2 separate regions of the Mus musculus genome follow, and region 1 is linked to region 2. The links are chromatin contacts, called in public HiChIP or PLAC-seq maps. All regions are on one chromosome and are shown on one strand. Each heading gives the region's core, a stretch centred on a gene start, on an enhancer-like site or on the middle of the called end of the contact. The rest is flanking DNA. Distances are from core to core; before and after follow the strand shown.

What was found. HiChIP or PLAC-seq counts read pairs in DNA pulled down with a chosen protein or histone mark.
Region 1: a contact with region 2 is called in an H3K27ac HiChIP or PLAC-seq map of embryonic stem cells, with 8 read pairs. The contact joins the promoter of Ubxn8 here to the enhancer-like site in region 2. A contact is called at or near these places in 7 of 39 promoter capture datasets (cranial neural crest, frontonasal cranial neural crest, hippocampal neurons and 4 more), 7 of 484 Hi-C or Micro-C datasets (CD4 T cells, embryonic stem cells, granulocyte-monocyte progenitors and 3 more), 3 of 115 datasets of contacts at active chromatin or transcription factors (embryonic stem cells and memory CD8 T cells) and 4 of 9 other capture datasets (adipose tissue, embryonic stem cells, liver and 1 more).

What each region holds. Positions count from the first base shown.
Region 1 is chr8:33,640,022-33,643,486 of GRCm38.p6, reverse strand. It overlaps Ubxn8 (UBX domain protein 8), which reads left to right and starts at 1,511. Exons shown (of 8, transcript NM_178648.2): 1 at 1,511-1,637. The coding sequence starts at 1,550.
Region 2 is chr8:33,507,031-33,510,524 of GRCm38.p6, reverse strand. No RefSeq gene overlaps it. Among named protein-coding and RNA genes, the nearest start is that of Tex15, 62 kb to the left of the region's middle. Within about 2 kb of position 1,939, at least 65 of the 459 cell types and tissues checked have an H3K27ac peak or open chromatin away from gene starts, as enhancers often do. A contact at or near this core is called in memory CD8 T cells, where this site is marked.

The DNA.
Region 1 (3,465 bases), core at 262-2,761, 130 kb before region 2:
TGTAAGAATCAAAGCCTCATGTTGGCACACTTGGGAATGCCATAAAAACACTAAACTGGAAGCCATAATATATACACAAAGGAACTTTAGGGTAAAAGGAGGTTAAAAAAAAAAAAAAGGCAGGACTCTGACATGACATTTCAAGAGCAGGAACCTCTAAGGTTGTATTGGCCATCCACTGCTGGCCATTCAGTCTACCATCGCAAATGTTTTTCAAGTGAGCCTTCCCTGGAGAGAGAATTTACTTTTTCAAGTGGTTATCAGTTGGAGATAGTGGCTGGATTAAGGATGGGGATAGCTGTCTACTTCTTTGGGCTCTAGGAGCTTATCGGTGAAGATCCACACAGGCTCTGTGCATGCTGCCTCAGTTCACTGAGTTCACATATTTATCGATCTTTTTTGCTTTGGAGGGCCTTGTTTTCTCCGTGCCCTTCATCCCTTTTGCTCTTACTCTTTCTGCCTCTGCTCCTTTGGGGTTCCCTAAGGGGAGGGTTTCATATTCACCCATTTAGGGCTCACTGTTCCAAGGTCTTGGACGCTCCTCTGTATACTTTTTTTTTCTTTTGTTTTTTTCAATCAGGGTTTCTCTGTGCAGTCCTGGAACTCACTCTGTAGACCAGGCTGGCCTTGAACTCAGAGATCCATCTGCCACTGCCTCCCTAGTGCTGTGGTTAAAAGTGTCCGAAGTCCAAACTCCAAACCTTCACACTTTAGTCACTATCTCCTCAGGAAATTCTTCTCCACACTGCAGAACGTGGTTCTGTAGCACTCTATACAGACATTCCTATCATGGCACCAGACATCAGATAGTCTCTGTACAGGACATGTATCCCAGGGCTGAGTTTGTTTAGGACAAATTCAGTAACTTACACATACTTGGAACTTAAGCTAAACTGAAGAGCGACTGGGGGTATTGATGGTTGAGGACTTGCCAAGTTGGGAATCTTGTCAGTGGGAAGGCCCTCCATTCCTGAACTCTAAGTTACCAGAGCTGAGTCATGGAGTGGCAGGGAAGTCACTGTGAGGCCAACGTTAAGTCATAACTGTAACACGTGTAGGCATTGACAGGGAGAACAGTGAGTGGGGGGCAGGTCTAGGGAACTCTCCACGCGGGTGTGGGGCAGGAACAGGCACTAGGGAGCAGACCCCACTTTTAAGCTTCCCGCAGGACCTGTTAGGAAGAGAAGATGCTTAGTAACTAGTTAGCTAAGAACCAAACGCCCTGTTACCCCCAAGGGACACAAGGCCACCGGGCCTCGCAGCGTCAACCGCCCCTTTTAAGTCATTTCAGTCTTCTGAGCACCATCTTTTAGACCTGCACAGTCTGATAAGCCACTGTCATCGTGACCAGCCTCAGATCCACAGGACAGGGACCGTCCCAGCCGAAGGAGATGACCCGCGCCGTCTGAGCAATCGCATCCGGGCCCGCGCCCCAGCCTCAGGGCACAGCATCCTCCCTCCATTCCTCCCAGCCCGAGGCCTCCGGGGCGAGCTCGCGGAAGGCACGGCCGGAAGGGGCGGGCACTGCGCCCAGCGAGCCCTCCGCGCCATGGCTTCTCGTGGCGTCGTGGGCCTTTTCTTGCTCTCTGCTCTCCCTCTCTTGTGTCTGGAGCTCCGGCGCGGGATCCCGAGTCTCGGTAAGTGTTGCCTTTCTCCTCTCGGTGCTCCCAGCTGGAGTGTTGTCACCTGAGCGGCGCGGACCTCCGCGCGCTTTTGACTACAATCCCCAGAATCCATCGCGCCCGCCCCTCTTCCGGAACCGCCTCCATTTCCGCGGGAAAAAGTTCTCTTGATCTCTGGCCAGGGTCGGCTTGGAAAGGGACCCGAGTGAGAAGCGCAGGGACAGATAGGAACTGTTTCGCCTCTAAGAGTAATGAGAGCCGGAAGTAAATAAGCTGATAGCTGAGCCATGTTTCAGGTGAAAGCCTTTGTGTCATGATCAAGGAATGGATGAAAGGGAGTCCCCAAGTACCATTTCTGAGAATCTTATTCTAAGTCAGACCCTGTTTGCAATCTCACTCTCCACTACTGCCACAACGACTTGTAGGTACTGTTAGCCTAAAAAACAGCGCTCTGCCCCAGAGCAGGTCAGAGTTTATTTTGGAATCGAATCTAAATGTCCGTGGTGTTCTGAGAATACGGATTTGGGTTACTTCAAATTCTCGGTTCCACGGTTCCAAAAGTTTTTATTGTAACAGCCAAAAAAATGTCACAAAACACCTTAAATATATGTAGGTCCATCAGGGAGATGAGTTACAGCAACGTGTAGGAAAACCTCTCGCAGAGGGCTCAGGTGCTCACAAAATAAACTTTTGGATTGGTAGAAGGTTGTGGGCTAAGTTAATATATTGTGTAGGTTCCATGTGATAGGCATAGTTAGGTCAGGCATATAGGTGAACAATGAGTGACTATTAAGTGGGCTAATTAAAGCCCATAATAATCCATGGTTAGGCTCTGGACCTGCAACATTTGAACCATTCCATAGTCTAAAAAGTTCTTATCAGTTAATCACCTTCTGTAGAACATAAAAGTAAGGGGATACTTGAGTTTACAGTACTGTTAAAATCTTTACATTTGAGAGCACTGTGATTTATTGAGGACGATCAGTGACTAATTGGAGGTGGTTTTGATTTTTTTTTAAGATTTATTTATTATATGTAAGTACACACAGTAGCTGTCTTCAGACACACCAGAAGAGGGCGTTAGATCTCATTATGAATGGTTGTGGGCCACCATGTGGTTGCTGGGAATTGAACTTAGGACCTTTGGAAGAGCAGTCAGTGCTCTTAACTGCTTAGCCATCTCTCCAGCTCTTTCCTTTCTTTTTCTTTCTTTCTTTCTTTCTTTCTTTCTTTTCTTTTCTTTTCTTTTCTTTTCTTTTCTTTTCTTTTCTTTTCTTTTCTTTTCTTTTCTTTTCTTTTCTTTTCTTTTCTTTTCTTTTCTTTTCTTTTCTTTTCTTTTTCTAGAGTTTTTCTGTGTAACAGCCCGTGGTGCCCTGGAATCACTTTATAGAGCAGGCTGGTCTTGAGCTCATAGAGATTCACCTGCCTCTGCCTCCCCAGTGCTGGGATTGAAGGTGTGCATCATCACTACCCTGCATGGTTTTTATTATTATGTGTGTCTTTTGAGTCTTCAATTAGCTTAGGTTAGCCTGTGTCTTGAAGCAAACCTCCTGCCTCATGTTTTCAGGTCCTATAGTAACCCATAGTTTTTTTTCTCTCTCTCTCTTTTTTTTTTGTTGTTTTATCGAGACAGGGTTTCTCTGTGTAGCCCTGACTGTCCTGGAACTCACTTTGTAGACCAGGTTGGCGTCAAACTCAGAAATTCGCCTGCCTCTGCCTCCCGCCCCTAGTTTTTTAAAGGGCCATTCTGGATTCTGTGTGGAGAATGCTTTGGAATGGAGCTATAGTGCAGAGTAGTGAGCCAAGTTAGAGTTTGCTGTAGTGAATAGTTACAGGGATGGCT
Region 2 (3,494 bases), core at 690-3,189:
ACTACTAATTTACGTTGCTTTTACCCGGACTTACTAATTGTTAATATTTTGACACATCTGCTTTACAAGAACATCAATGAACATCTTTGTATTTATTATTTGTGTTAGTATTTTTTTTCCCATTGCTATTATTGAGAGAACTGAGTTAGCCAGAGCCAGTTGACCCAAGGGACAGACACACACCCCCTTGTCATGTTTGCCATCTTTTCTCCCTTACCTTTGGACAGTGAGCTACAAGGGGGTTTGATACCTTTGAGAACCCTTGTTTAGATTTATTTTATTTTATGTATATGAGTACACTGTAGCTGTCTTCAGACACACCAGGAGAGGGCATCAGATCCCATTACAGATGGTTGTGAGCCACCATGTGGTTGCTGGGAATTGAACTCAGGACCTCTGGAAGAGCAGTCGGTGCCCTTAACCGCTGAGTCATCGCTCCAGCTCAGAGAGCCCTTGTTAAAAGCATGTTTTAATTAAAAAAAAAAAAAAATCAAAGCTTGCAGTAATGTATGGGTGTGTGCACATGTGTGTGCAGTGCTCATGTGCGTGTGTGCATCCTGAGGTCAGAGGTTGTTTTTATCACTCACCACCTTGAATCCTGAGCCTCGAGCTTGCTGATTTATTAAAATTAGGTCAGAAAAATCCAGAGAGCTGTTTGTTTCCCCACCAACCCCCAGGGTCAAAGATATGTGCCACCATGCCTGGGGAGGCACATTCAGTTCCTCATGTTTGCACAGCAAGCTCTTACTGACTGAATCCCCTTCAAGCCTTATATCTTTAATCTTAATGGGGGAAATCGTGCTCTATTATGAAATTCTATTTTTACTTTAATTATGGTACCTTAAAAATAATTTCTAAAGTTAACTCTGATTCCTTTCTCTAAGTATGAGTAGCTTCTCTTCTCTTCTCTTCTCTTCTCTTCTCTTCTCTTCTCTTCTCTTCTCTTCTCTTCTCTTCTTTCTCTCTCTCTCTCTCTCTCTCTCTCTCTCTCTCTCTCTCTCTCTCTCTCTCTCTCTGGAAAAGTCTGAGGCACAGATAAAGTAGTTTCTTTCTTTCTTTCTTTCTTTTTTTTTTTTTTTTCCCGAGACAGGGTTTCTCTGTATAGCCCTGGCTGTCCTGGAACTCACTTTGTAGACCAGGCTGGCCTCGAACTCAGAAATCCACCTGCCTCTGCCTCCCGAGTGCTGGGATTAAAGACGTGCGCCACCATGCCGGGCGATAAAGTAGTTTCTTAAACATGTACACTAAAACCCATTTCTCCACACTTGTACCTAAGTAAAATATTTTAAAAAACAAAAGGTAGTTTTATTTTATTTTATTTTTTTAGAAAAAGCTCAACAACTGTAGTTCGTTGGAAGTTCAAAGATATTTGCTATGTTATAACCTTCATAAATCATAGCCTTCAGAGTTTTGATCCAATTAACTGTAAGGTCAAGACAGTTTACAGGTGCGTAGGAAGTGCTGTTCCCTAAACACTGTTGGATTAAATCCAAATGGATAATATCCTCAACAGAGTGGCTGTTTGTTTATCGGCAAGAAAGCTGCCAGTTTGAATCTTCTGGTGTCTTTTCCCTGTGGCAAGTGATGGAGAAGAGCCATTGAGAGAGACGTGTAATTAATTGGAAGTCAAACAGTCCTCTCATCCACTAGGGAAAGGGTGTAGTGTTGACTTTGCTGTGGCTTGAAAATGCCTGCAATCTCCTCAAACCCTTTTGAAGTGAAAATCCGGATACGGGGGGGGGGGGAGGGGGTGCGGTGGGGGTGGGGGACGGGCAAGCTTCTGAGAGCCGTAAGAGGAAAATCTCTATCCGTTTAAAGTCATCACAGTTAACATTTCTCCGTGAGCTGTGTTCCCCGATGGGATGTGTTGGCAGGACCTCGCTCTGGAACCATCCATCCCTGGAGAGTGAGCACACCAGGCAAACCGCCAGACTGGTGAGGCTGCTCAGAGCCAGTTCTAGAAGCAGCCACGGGCACTCTGAGTTACCGCAGTCCCAGGAGCTCAAGTTTAGAAAACTGCCAGGGGCCAGCCCGGAACGGGGTTTCTTCTTTCTTGTCCGTTCTTGTTGAGGCAGCTGAGGGGGAAGAGAGTAGACGGAGGGTAAGCCTTTCTTTGTCTTACGAGATTTGGGAGTCAGACTTTGTCTTACCAGAAATTTAGGGTTGCTGTATAATAAAAAGTTTACTTATCTAAGTTATTATATTATTGTAGCTGATTTGCCTTCTGTGATTCTCTGAGGCTTGAAGCTGCAGTTTCTGGCACTTAGCACCTCATCCTAAACCAGCAGGAGATTAAGTAAAGGATTAACTGCTGGAGACTTTTCCCTATTGTCCAGATGCCTCTTGCTCGCTGGGCTAGGGGGAAGTTTGGAGCAATAAACTATTGAACCAGGAGAAGAAGGAAAAACTTTTACATAAGCGAATATGCATAATCTCACATAAATTCATAAACAGACTCATGCATGCTCATTTATTCATTCATACATTTTCATTTATACATTTCCATTCAAAACCCAGTTGGGCCCAGCTTGCATGCATTCTCACAATTACATACTTACCCACACACACTTGCGAACATTCTCACAATTATGTACTTACACACACATCCATACTGACATATGCGTATGGAGCAAAAGACCAAGCACAGCTGCAGAAAGAACTCACTCATTCTGGATGAAAAATGCACTCCAATCTTTATTACATAGAGAAAGAAAAGGCTCCTACCCGTTTACTGCTAAATGAATTAAACCCATGTTTGTAAGAAAAAAGCTTGGCTTCTGTGATGGTTTGTATATCCTTGGACCAGGGAGTGGCACCATCTGAAGGTGTGGCCTTGTTGGAATAGGTGTGACCTGGTTGGAATGGGTGTGTCACTGTGGATGTGGGTATAAGATCCTCACCCTAGTTGCCTGAAAGTCAGTCTTCCACTAGCAGTCTTTGGATGAAGACATAGAACTCTCAGCTCTGCCTGCGCCATGCCTGCCTGGATACTGCCATGCTCCCACCTTGATGATAATGGACTGAACCTCTGAACCTGTAAGCCAGCCCCAATGAAATGTTGTTTTTTATAAGACTTGCCTTGGTCATGGTGTCTGTTCACAGCAGTAAAACCCTAACTAAGACAGCTTCTTTTAATAAGACTAAGCCTGCCTTGTCCTTACCATGGGACCTGTTCTGTTCCATGGTAAGGAGAAGCCTGCCTGCTCCTTCTGCTCTCTGCAGCGTCTTCTTATTTCCTCTTTCCCTCTGCATTCTCCACATTGTTCTTTTAGTATTTTATGTTACCTATAGTTTCTAAGTTATTCCACTCTGCATTCTCCTAATCTAAAATGTGTTCTGTCTAAAAACTTCTCCTCAACTCAGTTCCTCCCTCAGCTCAGTTCTTCTCACCTCTGTTCCTCTCAACCTCAATTCCCCAGTTCTCTCTTCTCTTTGTCCTCAGATCTTAAACATCTTCTAGAATACATGATCACATGTTTAAAAGTCCATCAAAA